Linked DNA regions of Sus scrofa: regions 1, 2, 4 and 5 are each linked to region 3. The links are chromatin contacts, called in public HiChIP or PLAC-seq maps. All regions are on one chromosome and are shown on one strand. Each heading gives the region's core, a stretch centred on a gene start, on an enhancer-like site or on the middle of the called end of the contact. The rest is flanking DNA. Distances are from core to core; before and after follow the strand shown. Region 1 holds the start of RSRC2 (arginine/serine-rich coiled-coil protein 2). Region 2 overlaps ABCB9 (ATP-binding cassette sub-family B member 9). Region 3 holds the start of CCDC62 (coiled-coil domain-containing protein 62). Region 4 holds the start of ZCCHC8 (zinc finger CCHC-type containing 8). Region 5 holds the start of ARL6IP4 (ADP ribosylation factor like GTPase 6 interacting protein 4).

What was found. HiChIP or PLAC-seq counts read pairs in DNA pulled down with a chosen protein or histone mark.
Region 1: a contact with region 3 is called in an H3K27ac HiChIP or PLAC-seq map of alveolar macrophages. The contact joins the promoter of RSRC2 here to the promoter of CCDC62 in region 3. A contact is called at or near these places in 1 of 47 Hi-C or Micro-C datasets (embryonic fibroblasts) and 2 of 2 datasets of contacts at active chromatin or transcription factors (alveolar macrophages and skeletal muscle).
Region 2: an H3K27ac HiChIP or PLAC-seq map of alveolar macrophages shows a contact between it and region 3. The contact joins the enhancer-like site here to the promoter of CCDC62 in region 3. A contact is called at or near these places in 1 of 5 promoter capture datasets (liver), 17 of 47 Hi-C or Micro-C datasets (blood, embryonic fibroblasts, mesenchymal stem cells and 6 more) and 1 of 2 datasets of contacts at active chromatin or transcription factors (alveolar macrophages).
Region 4: an H3K27ac HiChIP or PLAC-seq map of alveolar macrophages shows a contact between it and region 3. The contact joins the promoter of ZCCHC8 here to the promoter of CCDC62 in region 3. A contact is called at or near these places in 1 of 5 promoter capture datasets (liver), 3 of 47 Hi-C or Micro-C datasets (embryonic fibroblasts, epiblast stem cells and skeletal muscle) and 2 of 2 datasets of contacts at active chromatin or transcription factors (alveolar macrophages and skeletal muscle).
Region 5: an H3K27ac HiChIP or PLAC-seq map of alveolar macrophages shows a contact between it and region 3. The contact joins the promoter of ARL6IP4 here to the promoter of CCDC62 in region 3. A contact is called at or near these places in 2 of 2 datasets of contacts at active chromatin or transcription factors (alveolar macrophages and skeletal muscle).

What each region holds. Positions count from the first base shown.
Region 1 is chr14:30,240,672-30,243,371 of Sscrofa11.1, reverse strand. RSRC2 (arginine/serine-rich coiled-coil protein 2) reads right to left here and starts at 1,309. Exons shown (of 10, transcript XM_013982805.2): 1 at 1,127-1,309. The coding sequence starts at 1,132. It overlaps KNTC1 (kinetochore-associated protein 1), which reads left to right and starts at 1,384. Exons shown (of 65, transcript XR_002338925.1): 1 at 1,384-1,625.
Region 2 is chr14:29,913,911-29,916,610 of Sscrofa11.1, reverse strand. ABCB9 (ATP-binding cassette sub-family B member 9) reads right to left here. Exons shown (of 14, transcript XM_021074072.1): 4 at 827-941; 5 at 147-277. LOC106505925 (a long non-coding RNA gene) reads left to right here. Exons shown (of 4, transcript XR_002338921.1): 4 at 539-796. Among named protein-coding and RNA genes, the nearest start is that of ABCB9, 20 kb to the right of the region's middle. Within about 2 kb of position 1,395, at least 16 of the 83 cell types and tissues checked have an H3K27ac peak or open chromatin away from gene starts, as enhancers often do. A contact at or near this core is called in alveolar macrophages and retroperitoneal adipose tissue, where this site is marked.
Region 3 is chr14:30,065,318-30,068,017 of Sscrofa11.1, reverse strand. CCDC62 (coiled-coil domain-containing protein 62) reads left to right here and starts at 1,380. Exons shown (of 13, transcript XM_021074080.1): 1 at 1,380-1,960; 2 at 2,448-2,602.
Region 4 is chr14:30,263,265-30,265,964 of Sscrofa11.1, reverse strand. ZCCHC8 (zinc finger CCHC-type containing 8) reads right to left here and starts at 1,442. Exons shown (of 15, transcript NM_001190154.1): 1 at 1,227-1,442. The coding sequence starts at 1,425.
Region 5 is chr14:29,887,046-29,889,745 of Sscrofa11.1, reverse strand. ARL6IP4 (ADP ribosylation factor like GTPase 6 interacting protein 4) reads left to right here and starts at 1,276. Exons shown (of 5, transcript NR_033706.1): 1 at 1,276-1,928; 2 at 2,448-2,671.

The DNA of each region.
Region 1 (2,700 bases), core at 60-2,559, 180 kb before region 3:
TTAAACAAAGAAAAACACCCCATCGACTAGCTGCACAAATAGCCTGCCAAGCGATTTCAAACTAGTTCTAAATCGGTTAATAAAAAAAGGGGTTCTAAATCAAATCAACTGGGCATGGGAGGAGGGAGGATCTTCCATGATTTCTAAATTCCAGGTACTCCAGTGATTAGGATGAGCTACAAGGTTTTACTTATGCTTCATTTCCAAAAACAAGAAAATACAACTTTTTAGTCAATGGAAAAAGAATACAAAATTCTCGCATTTTTCTTTTAACAGGATAAGTAAAAGGAAGTAATCACACAATAATGTGATCTATCAGGACTGGACATCTTATACCCAAAGAAGGTTTATTTTTCGAAAGTGGTGATTTAAGAACCGTACTCTCCATTTAAAATTAAATGGGCCAATGAAGAACTCTTAAGTTTAAAGTAACAACGTCAGCGACAGGGCTGGATTATGTTTCTCAGACTTCAAAATGACTGCATCGAAAGCCACTTCGGAAACAGAGCATCAATCAGAATTCGTAGTGCCAAAATCTTCTCTTAATTAAATCGAATTTTTACTCCCTTCCAGAAACACGTTATCTAGCTGCTAAGGAATAAACTAAAGTACACAGATGGAACACTAACGGAAATTATGCAACTGGAATCGCCTCCTAGCACTCAGGCAAAAAAGGAAAAAACTAAAAACAAAAACGCTACAAGACCGCTCGCCCCCCACGTTTCTATCCCTTACAGGCACCGCCTTTATGACCCAACACTTTTCACGGACGACTCCAGGTCCCACCGCGAACATATAAATGCCTAAGCCCTAACAAAATTCAATATAAATCACTAGACTAAGCTAAACTGCAGTCAGTTCGGTGGGCCAAAAAGAACACACAGCTGGGAAAGAGATGAGGAAAGTTCTGGAAAAAAAAGACACTCCCTGCGGCTCCCCACCCCCAACGACACCGCCTCACTTCCCCCTCCCTAAAGGAGGCAGCCATGATGGCGGGCGCAGAAGAAGGCCGCGGCGCCATTTTGTCCACACACAAGCTCGGACAACAGCTCTGGGAGCCCTTCATCCCTTCTTCGGACAGTAGCAGAGAAACATCCCTGACTTTAAACTCAGATTCGGCACCTACCGCCATAGTCCACAGTCCTGGCCGCTGGAGCGGCGCCTCCACTTGCCGCTTTCCACAGTACCGGCCGCCTAGACGATTCGCCACAGACTGAATCGCTCGAACGAGAGACCCGGATGGCACAAACGGGCTAAGGCCCGGCGCGTCGCACAGCCTGCTGGGAGGAAAAGGGGTGGTGATGAGTTTCTGTAGCAACGCTGTTCAACGGTGATTGGTTGTTCTTTTGAAGGGGGCGTGTAAGGCCAGGGATGGGGCGGGGCCAAGAACACACCCTAGAATGCAGTTTCCTGGTTCTCGGAACCGGTGGAATTTAGGGTGGGGCGACTTCCTATTTCGATTCTTAAGCAATCTTGGCCTCCGCTGGCTGCCGTAAAAGGGGTTGGGCTTGGTGATCTCCCGCCAATTTAAACCTGTGGGATGGGCCCTGACGCGTCTAGGAGCCGCTGTGGGTGTCCGAAGAGGGGCTGTAAACTTGACTGTTCTTTAGTTTCTTCAATTGCGGGTGAGGAGGGGGAACCGCGCTGTTGTAGCTTGCGGGGGGTGGGCTTATGTTGAAGTAGCAGAGGCCTCAGCTCAGTCCGGGGTGTTTTCCCCACTAGACGCTGGCGGGAGAGAGATTGGGTTCTTGCTGGCCCCGGTGTCCAGCTGAGAGCATTTACGGCCTGAAGGCCTTGCTGAAACTGTTTTTGCCTAATTCGTTCATCTTTTCACCCGGCAGCCAGTGTAATCTCAAATCGTTAATAAAATCACGTTCCTGGTCATCTTTCCCTCCCTAGCACTGAGGATTTAACCCAGTCTTGAGATTGGGGATTCACTTAGCTCCACCTATCTAGTTCCCGCACTTTTCCATTCTTGCTCAGGCCTGGCAGCCGCCCCAAACTCAGTCCATCCTCTGAGCCTTTGCACCGGGCCTGCATCTTTGTTCCCCCTGAGCTTTGCATAGTTGACTTCTTGGTATTAGGGTCTCTGCCCACATGTCTACAGTTGCCAAACAGGTCCTTCTTAGGCGTTCCTCCCCCCCTTCTTTTGTACACTCTTTGTAATTATGCAGTATAATAGTTAACAGCTGGTGTGAATTTGAGTCTACAAATTCGCAGATGAGTATAGCTACATCATCAATTCGCTTTAGGTGACCTTGGCCATTTACTTAGTCCCTGACTCATGTTTCTCAGCTGTAAAGTGGGTTGTTGTGTAGATTAAAAGAGTGATTCATTCACTCTTCATTGCCTACTCAATACCGCAGTATATTTTATTTTTGTATGTCCTTCCTGTGAGAATATAAATTTCATACTGTATTCTCAGCTCCTAGAACAGTGACTGGTATGTATTAGGCATTCAATAAACAGTTGTTGAAAGAGTTGAGTGTGACAGACCTGGGAGGCTGACACTATTTAACTATTTTTACAGAGATAGGACACTGAGACCCATGAAAATTTTCACTCCAACCTTTCCTTCCCATCTCCTCCCAACTACCACCCAAACATAGCCATTAAAGCTCTTGTTTATTCTAATATGCGTTGTTTCTGTACTCCTGTTTACACTTCTATTAAGAACTCTTTTCTTGGGCGTTCCCATTG
Region 2 (2,700 bases), core at 146-2,645, 150 kb after region 3:
CTCTCCAGGGGTTCCCAGCCTGAACTGGATGGCAGGAAAAGTCAGCAGGACTGAGAGCACCGATGTCCCCATTTAAATCCTCAGCGAGGGCAAGCCCACCTGGCTGGGCCTGGCCCCAGGTCACCCCAGGCCCTGGGAGGACCCACCTGTGCGATTCTCATCAAAGAAGCTTGTTTCCTGAGACACCAGCGAGCGGAAGAGACGGTTGCGAAGGCGAATGTTCAGTCTGGCAAATATGAGGGTAAAAATGCCGCCCCGAATACCTGCGGCAAATGAGCTAATTGCAGATAAGAGATGTTATGTATAGCTCGACGTCCTTCCGACAGCCAACCTCCACCCCTGCCGCCCCTCCCGCTGCTGAGGGCCCTCGCGGGGCAGAGACCAGCGGGACCCCAACCTCGAGCCCACTCTCCAGGGCTGGCACCACTGCGGGGTCTCCCTGTTCCCAACAGGAGCCCCCAAGGTGAGGGCACAGAGGGGACTGAGTTTACTGCGGGCGAGGGACCCAGCTTTGCCATCCAGACCCCTCTCCTTCCAGAACAGCGTAGACAAGGCTGGCCCTTGTTTCCTGCTTGGAAAACAGCCCAAGGGGTGGGCGGTGTGAAAGGGGAACCCCGAAAACAGAAGCCATTCTTCGGGACAAGAGGGTATGGTTCAATCAGATGGATGGGACTAAGCCAGTTGGGTTGTTGGTCACCATAGGGAGAAGCGGAGGGGCGGGACCCTTGGGGACATTTCTTGGGCCTCCCCAGCCCAATTTCCTCCCAGGGGCTGGTCCTGACCTCCCTCCCTCCCTCCTGCAGGCGTGGGGTGGAGAGCCAGCTACCTGCCGATGGCCAGTGCACACATGACAATGACCGCCGTGCTGAACTGCTCCATGCTCTTCTGGATGACGATGCCGTCGATGGCCCGGCCGGTGTAGTAGGGGAGGAAGGTCTCTCCTGCCGGCAGACGGGTGGGCTCAGGGGGTGCCTGCAGCCAGGGGTGCCTGGGTCCTTCCTCCTGAGCCCCTGGAAGCTCCCACACTGCTTACCCCACCCATGGGGTTTCCTCTCTTGGCAAAGTCCCACTTCTCAGCATGGCAGGAGGCTGGGGAGGGGCCCCACTGTCTAATGGCCCTTTTCAGAGAACAGGAACGCAGGAACAGGGGTTATCCAATCTTTATAGAGTACGTTGTGTTATGAGTAACAATGGCTACAGGGATGGAGCACACAGAGCCAAGGGGCTCCCGTGCGATTGTTCGCTCCCTCTGCGTGTGGACTCGGAACTTGGCCCTGTCATCGCCCATCTTACACATGAGGAAAGGGAGGCCAAAAAGATGAGCTAATGCTCACCCAGCCACTCAGCCAATTGGTGGCTGACAGATGCCAAAGTTCACTTCCTTATTTTCTTTGCCTGAGGGTTCAGAGTGCAAATTCTTAGAACCTCAGAAGATAAGGGTCATTCTCCTTCCAAGCGATGCTGGAAATTGGCACCCAACTCCTCTTGGTGGAGCTATTTGCCAGAAAATGTCTTACCCTTATGTCCTGCTGTCTCTTCACAACTATCCTCAGTAGTTGTGGATAGAGGGGAGTTAAGCAGGGATGTCATCCCATTTCATAGACGTGAATGCGAAACTCAGAGAGGCCGAGTAATTTGCCCAAGGTCACACAGAAATTAAGAGGAAGGGCCAGGACTCAAACCCAAACCAGCATCCAATCTGGGAGCTCATTCCTTATGTCTTCCCTCCCAGTAATCCAAAATGAACACCCACTCTCATCTTATGGAAATGATGGATACGGAATGGAGGCTGGTCAGACCAGGTTGTGTCCCATTTTCAGTGCAGCTCTTTCAGCAGGTATAGCCTGGCTCAGGGCTGAGTATACAGGAGGTGCTCAATAAAAGTCATTGAATAAACCCTGGGCATCTGGCTGGTGCCTTCCTGGTCAGCCCTGCAGGGCTGGCTCAGCCAGGACAGGAAGACCTTCAATGGGGTTCTGGTGCCCTCTGCTGGTCACAGTGCAAGGACCACAAGGTGGCAGCCTAGAGAGTCTCTTCTTTTCCTGCCCCATCCCTGGACACATGAGGTCTTCAGCCACCGCTGTGAAGTTCTCCCTCAGCTGAATTTCTGCCTCAGTTTACCCACAGGGAAGCACTGGGCATCAGCGAGCTCCAGACTCATTCTGATTCCAGCAAGGTCCAATGATGATATTAACCTCAACAGAGGTTTATGGAGCCCTCGCTGGGTGGGGTGCTGTGATAAGCACGTGTGCAAACTCTTGTTGCATCGGCACAAGAACCACATGAACTCTCCAGTCCATCAGCAAATCCTGCAGCTCCACCTTCAAAATATTTCCAGAAGTTGCTGCCTCTACTGCCGCACCTGAATTCGTCTATCTCCTTGGGATTATCTAAGCCAATTGCTGGGTCTCCCTGCTGCCGCCTTTGTCCCCATCAGCCTGGTTTTCCACTCAGCAGACAGCAGAAGCCTATGAAACCCAAGCTGGCGTTTGTCAGCCCTCTATTCAAACAGTCCAGTGGCTCCCATATCATCCAGGATCAAAGTCAAAGTCCTTACAGTGGCCAACAGCGCCCTGTGCAGTCTGGTCCCTGCTAGTGATCTGTCTCACCTTCCACTCCCCCCCTCCCCCGCGCACACACACACACACATTCTGCTTGAGCTACACTGGCCTCTGTGCTTTTCCTTTAACCATCAGGTAA
Region 3 (2,700 bases), core at 131-2,630:
GGTTGAATCGGAGTTGCAGCTGCCAGTCTACGCCATAGCCACAGCAACACAGGATCTGAGCTGCATCTGGGACGTACACCACAGCTCACAACAATGCCAGATCCTTAACGCACTAAGCAGGGCCAGGGACTGAACCTGCATCCTCATGGATATTAGTTGGTTTCATTATTGCTGAGCCACGACAGGAACTCAGAGCATTTGCTTTCTCGATTAAGTTCGAAGGCACTGTCTTGTCCATTCTCAACATGACCTTGTCCTAAGGATGCAAGTGTCATCCAAATCAGTAAAGCTTCACAGTAAGAAATTCAAATTTTATTTTTTCATTTTCGGATCGTCTTTTATAAACAAAAGGGCGTGTCTTGCTAATTTACAGTCAACCAGAAAGTAAAGGTGAAATACTATTAAGACTGTGTTTGGTGATCTGTCTTGACAGGAATGCCATCTTACAAGTTAAGCAGCAGTGGGTGGACAATCAGAGGTTAAATATAAGCTTTTTTCATTTTTCGGCTGTGCTCTCTGGCATGCGGTGGTTCCCAGGCTGGGATCTAACCCTCACCACCAGGGAACTCCAATTTTTTTTTTTTGTGTGTGTGTGTGTCTTTTTGTCTTTTTGCTATTTCTTGGGCCACTCCTGAGGCAAATGGAGGGTCCCAGGCGAGGGGTTGAATTGGAGCTGTAGCCGCTGGCCTAAGCCAGAGCCACAGCAACGTAGGATCTGAGCCATGTCTGCAACCTATACTACAGCTCATGACAATGCTGGATCCTTAATCCACTGAGTGAGGTCAGGGATCGAACCCACAACTTCATGGTTCCTAGTCGGATTCGTTAACCACTGAGCCACGACAGGAACTCCTGTTTTTGGGGTTTTTTAGGGCCGCTGCTCCTGGGGCATATGGAGGTTCCCACACTAGGGGTCAAATCAGAGCTGTAGCTGCTGGCCTACACCACAGCTCATGGCAACACTGGATCCTTAACCCATTGAGCAAGGCCAGGGATTGAAGCTGCGTCCTTATGGGTGCTAGTCAGATTCATTTCTGCAGAGCCACAGTGGAAACGCCTCCAATTATTTTTGTATAGTTCAATTCCTATTATAACATGAAGAATAAAATGTAGAAGAAAGGGTGAAAAAAGCTTAGTATCAGAGTTCTCCTCTGGCGCAGTGCGTTAAGGATCGTTGTCACTGTGCCAGCTTGGGTCGCTGCTGCAGCACAGGTTCAACCCCTGGTCCAGAACTTCCACATCCCTCACGCAGGGCCAAGAAGAAAAAAAAAGCTTAGTTTCAACCCAGAACAGTAAATGTTGTCACAACAAAGTGTCAAGTTTCTCATTGCAATTCAAGAGCTATATCAAGAGTCCAAAAAAATTGTTTTCTTTTTTCACCTGATTCTTAGCTTAGGCCTGTCTGCTAGGATGGTCAGCAGCTGACTATGAACTGCCAGGGCTGGCTTCTGCCTCCAGTCTCTTTGTTGCCTGAATGCCAGGGGTACACAGCAGCTAACGACCGTGTTCACAGTTTGGCAGGAGATCATGGAGCAGAAACAGCCATTCGTTGCTTTATCATTCCCTGGGTGATGGTTCTTTGCAGGCGGTGGGTAATGGCTTTTACATCGTCAGATATGCCTTTCAAGAGCCCCCAGGTCCGGATTTGGAAGAACAAAATGCCCGGGTAGGAGCTGGCTTCCCGCGGGATCGCGCAACCGGCCACCGGGTGTCGCGAGAACCGGGGCGGCCCCTCAGCGACCCTATAGGCCGGGAGGCCGGGCACGCTCCGCGGGGCTGGCGGTTTAGGCGGGCTTGCTTGGGCCAGCGAGGGCGCGGGGCTCCAGCGCTCGGGGCTGGCCCCCGCCGCTCCGGGCAGGCGCGCCTATGGCGTTTCTAAGGTGACGCTGCGCACACTGACTCTCCGGGGGCGGAGGAAACACCTATGAACCCTTCGGCCTCCTTCCTGGCCGGGCGCCAGGTGAGCGGCCGCCGCTTGGCGCCTCCCTCCCGCCGCGGGCGGACTCGCCGTTTCCGCCGGCGGGTCGGTGGGAAGCGGAGGGCAGATCTCGGGGACAACGTGTGTCTGGGCCGAACGTGGCTGGTTTTTCGGGAACCGTTTCTGCTTAAAACAATACTCGGGATGTAGAGGGAAGAGGGAGCGTCACATCCGTTTCCTTTAATAAAATCTTGTTTTTCAGCCCAGGCGCAAAGTCGAGTGGCGAGCATTAGGTGCTGCTCACTTTTTAAGGGTAACAGTGGGCATTTGTAGATCTGCCTTTATATACGCCTTCTCGCTTCCTGTCCTTAACGTTGCTTAACAGCAGCCTGCTAGTGGAGCGGCACTCTTATAATCCATTTTACTAAAAAGTCTTGAAAATAAACTTGTCTGACATTTGCATTTACCGGTATTGGTTGAGTTGAACGGGATGTGTACACTTGGCCTGTTGCTTGTGTTGCTCGACTAGAATACGTGCTCCTTGCCGGTGAGCTCAGTGCTGTATCCCCAAAATGGCGCTAAATGTTGAAGGAATGAATAAGTGAGTGAATGACTTACCAAAGACTGGAATTCAAGTTTGTGGACTTGGAATCCCTTGACTCCAAATTCCATTTTCTCTGTTTAGTAAGTAACTGAAATTCACTCGTCATTTTTATTTATTTGCAATTCTTTATTTTTCCAGAAAGCAGTAGTGATGTACATGGGCTCCTGGTGAACTTTAA
Region 4 (2,700 bases), core at 193-2,692, 200 kb before region 3:
AGTAAATACAAATATGAAGATCATAAACTTCAACTACTAATCTTACTTTTGGTATCAATGTTAGGAAAGTTAAAAGACAAATATTTTGAGGATGACACACTTGCTGACCTGCTTTGTTGCAGGGCTAGGTAACAGGACCTAAAAACTAAAACATCATTTTCATCCTTTTAAACGTGATCTTTCTAAGGCAGGTTCATGCAGTTCAAAAGAGACTAACAGACAACCAAAAACGTTATTCAGACAACGGTGTCCTGTCAGAAGTTAAACAGCCACTCACTAAAGATAATTGTCCAAGTCAGCAGCATCATGATTATTCAAATAAAGTACATGCAGCATAAGACACTGTTAAGGACCTAATAAGCTAGGATGGACTCTGTAAAGATCACTGTAAAATCCTTTCAACTTTCCTGTATTTTGAAATTTCTCATAATAAAATGTTGAGGAAAAAGGCATTATAAAAAATGACCTCTTAAACCTTAAAAGATGATTTACCAACCGCTTTCAGGGATCTTTCCATTAGCAAAACTACCTGAACCAAAGTTATCTGTATGAATAGTAAAACAAAACAAAAACCCTCTAAGAATGTGAAAAAACAGTCACACATCTTGCTAGAAAGGCTGTAAACTAAAGACAAACGGAAACTGATTTGGCGCGTCTTCTCTAAACCTTTGCAATACATCTTCACCACGGAAGCTATTTTAAAGTGGAAGAACTTTAAAATGAATCCTCAATGTTCTTCAAGCAATTAACCATTTTTCTTTCCGCGCTTCGAACCCTTAAGGGCCCCGACTCTACATCCCAGGACCCCTCACTTCTGCCCCACTGGAAAGACAGATCTGCGCCAAAGTCTAAACAGCCGGTATCTCCTAACTATAACACGGCTTCATCAACTTTAGCTGGGCTGCAGAAAATGAAGTCGGGTAGTGATTCCAAAGAGAGGAAGACAAGTGGTGAAGAGCCTACAATTTAACAGTTGAAACTGTCCGAAATAACCCTAAAATCCGGCCCCGGAATTGGGGGGGGGGGGCGGGAGGCGCGAATCAAGTCCAGGAGACGCATCCCACTAAGGGAGAGGTCCCGCGCCGAGGCCTGGGGGACAGTTTACGCAATCTGAACCCTAGATTCTCAGCCTGAGTTCTGGCCCTGGTGGAATTTCCGCCCGCGCTCTTCCCGGCACCGCACCCACCACACGCCCGGGTGACACGGCCCAGCGAGGGGAAGGATATTCTCGGCGCGGAGCTGCTCGACGGTTTCCTCGCACTGCCGAAGCCGTTCCCGGAGCTCCGCGTCGCCGACTCCATTCTCATCCTCCTCGTCGCCGTCGTCTTCCTTGAAGCGGGTGTGAACGGGCTTCGGAATCGACTCCTCGGCGTGGTCAAACGCCTCGAACAGCTCTAGATCGCCAAAATCCACCTCCGCCGCCATTTTGGGCTGTGGGAAAAGACACGAGAAGAGGCGGAGCTGGCCACCCGGCCGGCGGCCAAGGTTGTTGGGCGGCACCGCTCTCCCGGCTCCGGCCGATCTAAGCCACCCAGTAGGGTTTCCTCCTAAACGTAGGCCGCCGGAGCTGCACAAGGGGCGGGCCAGTCCTGTGAGACTACAACTCCCAGAATGCAACGGCGTTTCCTCAGACCCACCTCTGAGATTGCTCCGAAGCATGGCATGCTGGGACATGTGGTTTCTAAGCGACTGTTAACTCATTGTTTGCACTGCATACTGGGATTGGTCCTTTTAAAACGTGAAGAAAGCCCAACTAGATCAAAATGTTACGAGTTGTCCCTGTTATGTATCTAAGGCTGAAAAAAATCAGAGCACGATGCATGGTTTATCACATGTTGTGGTTGCGTGCCAAACTAGAGAATAAGGAACTCCAGCTTTGCCATAGGATACATTTGTAATCTTGGAGAAGCTACTTCAGTTGGTTGGTTTTTTTTTTTTTTTTTTTTTTTTTTTTTCCATGAAGCTCAAGCTTTAGGTTACTTTAGCTTTGTCTGTTGTGGCTTTTGGTGGTTTCTCCTTCAATCACCCATTCATTCAGTAACATTTATTTACCACATTCAGTGTGCCAGGTACTGTTCTAGGAGCTGAGAATGCAAGAGTGAGCAAAATAGGGAGTTCCTCTTGTGGCTCAACAGTAACGAACCCGACTAGCATCCATGAGAATGAGAATGAAAGGTTTGGTCCCTGGCCTTGCTCAGTGGATTAAAGATCCGGCATTTCTGTGGCTGTGGTATAGGCGGCTACAGCCCCAATTCAACTCCTAACCTGGGAATTTCATATGCTGTTAAGTGTGGCCCTAAAAAGAAAAAAAAAAAAAAAAAAAAAAAGGAAAAAAATTCCGTATGAAAAGGCAGAGTGGAGCAAGAGGAGGCCCGGGGTGGAACGTTAATTAGGCCAGTACTCAGAGACCATATTAGGCATATTCATTCTTCCCATCCCCAAATTGGTAAGCATTTTAAACAGGTGGTGTGTCTGTGAGCTACAAATTTACATTTTGATAGGATGGTCCTGATTGCATGGTAGGAAAAGAATTGGTGGCAGTCTAGGAGACAGATGGAATAGATTTTTGTAATAAAATCAACAAATGTTAGATTAGGTAGTGGCAAGTGGTGGAGAGTTGGTATTTAATAGAGGATATTTGAAAAATAAAGAACAGAGATAACTCAAGGGTTATGGGGAAGGAGAGGAAAGGGTTGTGAA
Region 5 (2,700 bases), core at 27-2,526, 180 kb after region 3:
AGAACCAGAGGCTGAGATGGGGATTCCTGTGCAAGTGGTTTAAGGAGGGAATACTCTCAGAAGAAGGGGAACCAGGATAGGGCAGAAGCAGCTGGGCCAAATGTGGTTTCAAGAAGGATCCAGCTTCAGCCCAATCTTATAGGCTCTTTGCAGCATGAATGGTACCACAGTTTGCCCCCAACATCAGTTAACTGGCTTTAAGGTATTTCAGGGTAGGGAGGGGGTGAGTAACTTCCCAGACATCCATCTCCAGTGGCCAAGGGAGTCGTCCAGAGAAGGGCACAGGTGTGAGGTGTCAGCAGCAAATACCACGGCTTGGGGCGAGTACACCTGTCTACAAAGAGGATTTGGGCCAGCCACCTAAGGCATCTTCTGGATGGTACAGAGGGGTTACTGCAGAGGGATTAAAAGCAGGGACTCTGGAGCCAGACTGCCTGGGTTCTAATTCTGATTCGATCACTTCCACCTGTGACTGTGGGTAAGCCGTGTGACCTCTCTGTGCTTTACTTTCCTCACCTGGTGAGTATGGCCTAGAGTTGTTCTGGGGCCTCATGTTTATAAAGTGATTTTTAACAGCCCTGTGTCTGCTGCTATCATCACTACTGAAGAGTTTGCAACTTGGCCCCAAGACTGGATGAGGCATGTAGCTATGTTGAAATCTTGAGTTCTGACTTCTTAAGGGAGTGGGAAGATCTGGGAACACCAGGCCCCAATCCGTACTGCAGAAATCAGCAGGGTCTCAGCTGTCCCCACTCTAGACAGGCCTGTGGTGCTCTTGATCACAGGGTCCCTTCCTCATTCACTGCCATGATCCCTCTGGTCCTTATGGACGTTTGAGTGCGATCTCTGTATTACTGGGTGGGGACGATGGAAAGACCAAAGCTCTGGAGCTCGCAGCGCGTTGCAGTGGACACATCCGAAGACAATCCAGAAAGGAAAAGCGGCGCGCAGTAGGGTCGCCTTCTTCCCTGGGGCGCCAGGGAGTCTGGGGGTGCTGCAGGCGCGCCGAAAGAACAGCGTTGGGAGAAGCACAGCTGCAGCAAAAGGCCTGCAAACTCCAGGACTGGCGCCAGGCTGGAGAGCAGGTCTCTCGTCTCGGAGCTCCACCTGTAGGCGGAAGCCTGGATGCCCAACTCGCCTCTCCCGTGGTGATCGCGCCAGGTTCCGTTTCTTGGGCTGCCACAGAAACGGAACCTGGGGCTTCAGAACTAAAGGCAACCGCGCCTCGCTTCGCAGCCGGACTGTCTCCCGAGCAGCACCCCCAGACCGGAAGTCACCCAGCAGCCACTTCCTTACTCTAAGGCGCGGTGCAGGGCAGGTGGTCCGGCCAAATGGACGGTTGAGGCGGGAGCGGAGCAGCTTCGGAGACTTTCTTTAAGGCGGCAAGGCTGCGGAGGGCGCGGGGTGGAGGGTAGGAGTACGCGGAAAGGAATAAAGAACTCACCTGGCAGCTGAGGAACACTGCCGTTCCTAGGGCTCCTGAACTGGATCGCGCAGGCGTGGAGCGTCCGGGCGGGGGCGGGCCCTTAAAGAGGCCGCTGCGGAGAATCCAGGAGCCCGCCGAGAATCTGGGATACCTGGGGGCGAGGGGCGGGTGCGGGTTGTGCGATTGCATAGATCCCCTCATATCCCTGCCCCGGGTGGTGACGGGTATCGATCCCTAGAGGACCAGGTTCTGAGTAGAGCCGCTCTTGGAACCCAGTCTGCGGACCGGCCCAGGGACCCCCAGTTTAAGCGCGTCTCCCCGCCTCCAGCCCACGGCGCTATGGCTCACGTCGGCTCTCGCAAGCGCTCGAGGAGTCGCAGCCGGTCCCGGGGCAGAGGGTCGGAAAAGAAAAGGAAGAAGAGCAGTAAGGACGCTCCCAGGAGCTGCTCGGCTTCTAGATCCCAAAGCCGCAAAGCCAGCACTACCTCCTCTGGGGCGGAGGGTGAGAACCAGAGGGAATGGGAAAGGGGTGAGGGAACTTCATGGAGGAAGTTGCAGGCAGCTGGGCGGGCTTTTCCGGACTGGCTTTGGGAAAATTGCAGAGAGCACTATTCAAAGGAGGACCCAGAGTGTAGATCCTGGGTATCTGGATTGAAGGATGCTCAGAATCCAGCGGCTGGACCAGCCCATTGAATACTGAGTGAAAGGAGCACTTAATCATATCTTTGGTGCAGCTGGGCGGGAGATGTGGGGGCTGGTTGCCCTGCTCCTGGGTGGTCAGTGACTTGGCAGCCCAGAAAGTGCCTCTCCACAGGGTGCTGATCCCTTTTCTGGAAAGCCCTGCCCGAGGGCTTCATGCCTCTGGGGTCAGCCTGAGCCTGCTACAGGCCAGAGCAAGGGGACGAAGGTTTACTTCTTCCCCTCCTGGCCTTCCAGCCTCACCTTCTCCATGCATCACAGAGAGAAGCAAGCACAAGGCCCGGAGGAGACCACGATCCAGCTCTTCCTCCTCTTCTTCCAGTTCTTCTAGCTCCTCTTCCTCCTCGTCCTCCTCCTCTTCCTCCAGCGATGGCCGGAAGAAGCGGGGGAAGCACAAGGACAAGAAGAGGAAGAAGAAGAAGAAAAGGAAGAAGAAGCTGAAGAAGAGAAGCAAGGAAAAGGCCAAGGTGCAGCAAGCTGAGGCTCTGCCTGGACCTTCGCTGGACCAGTGGCACAGAGCAGCCGAGGAGGAAGAGGATGGCCCAGGTACTGTGCTGCCTGGAGTGTGGGAGGCG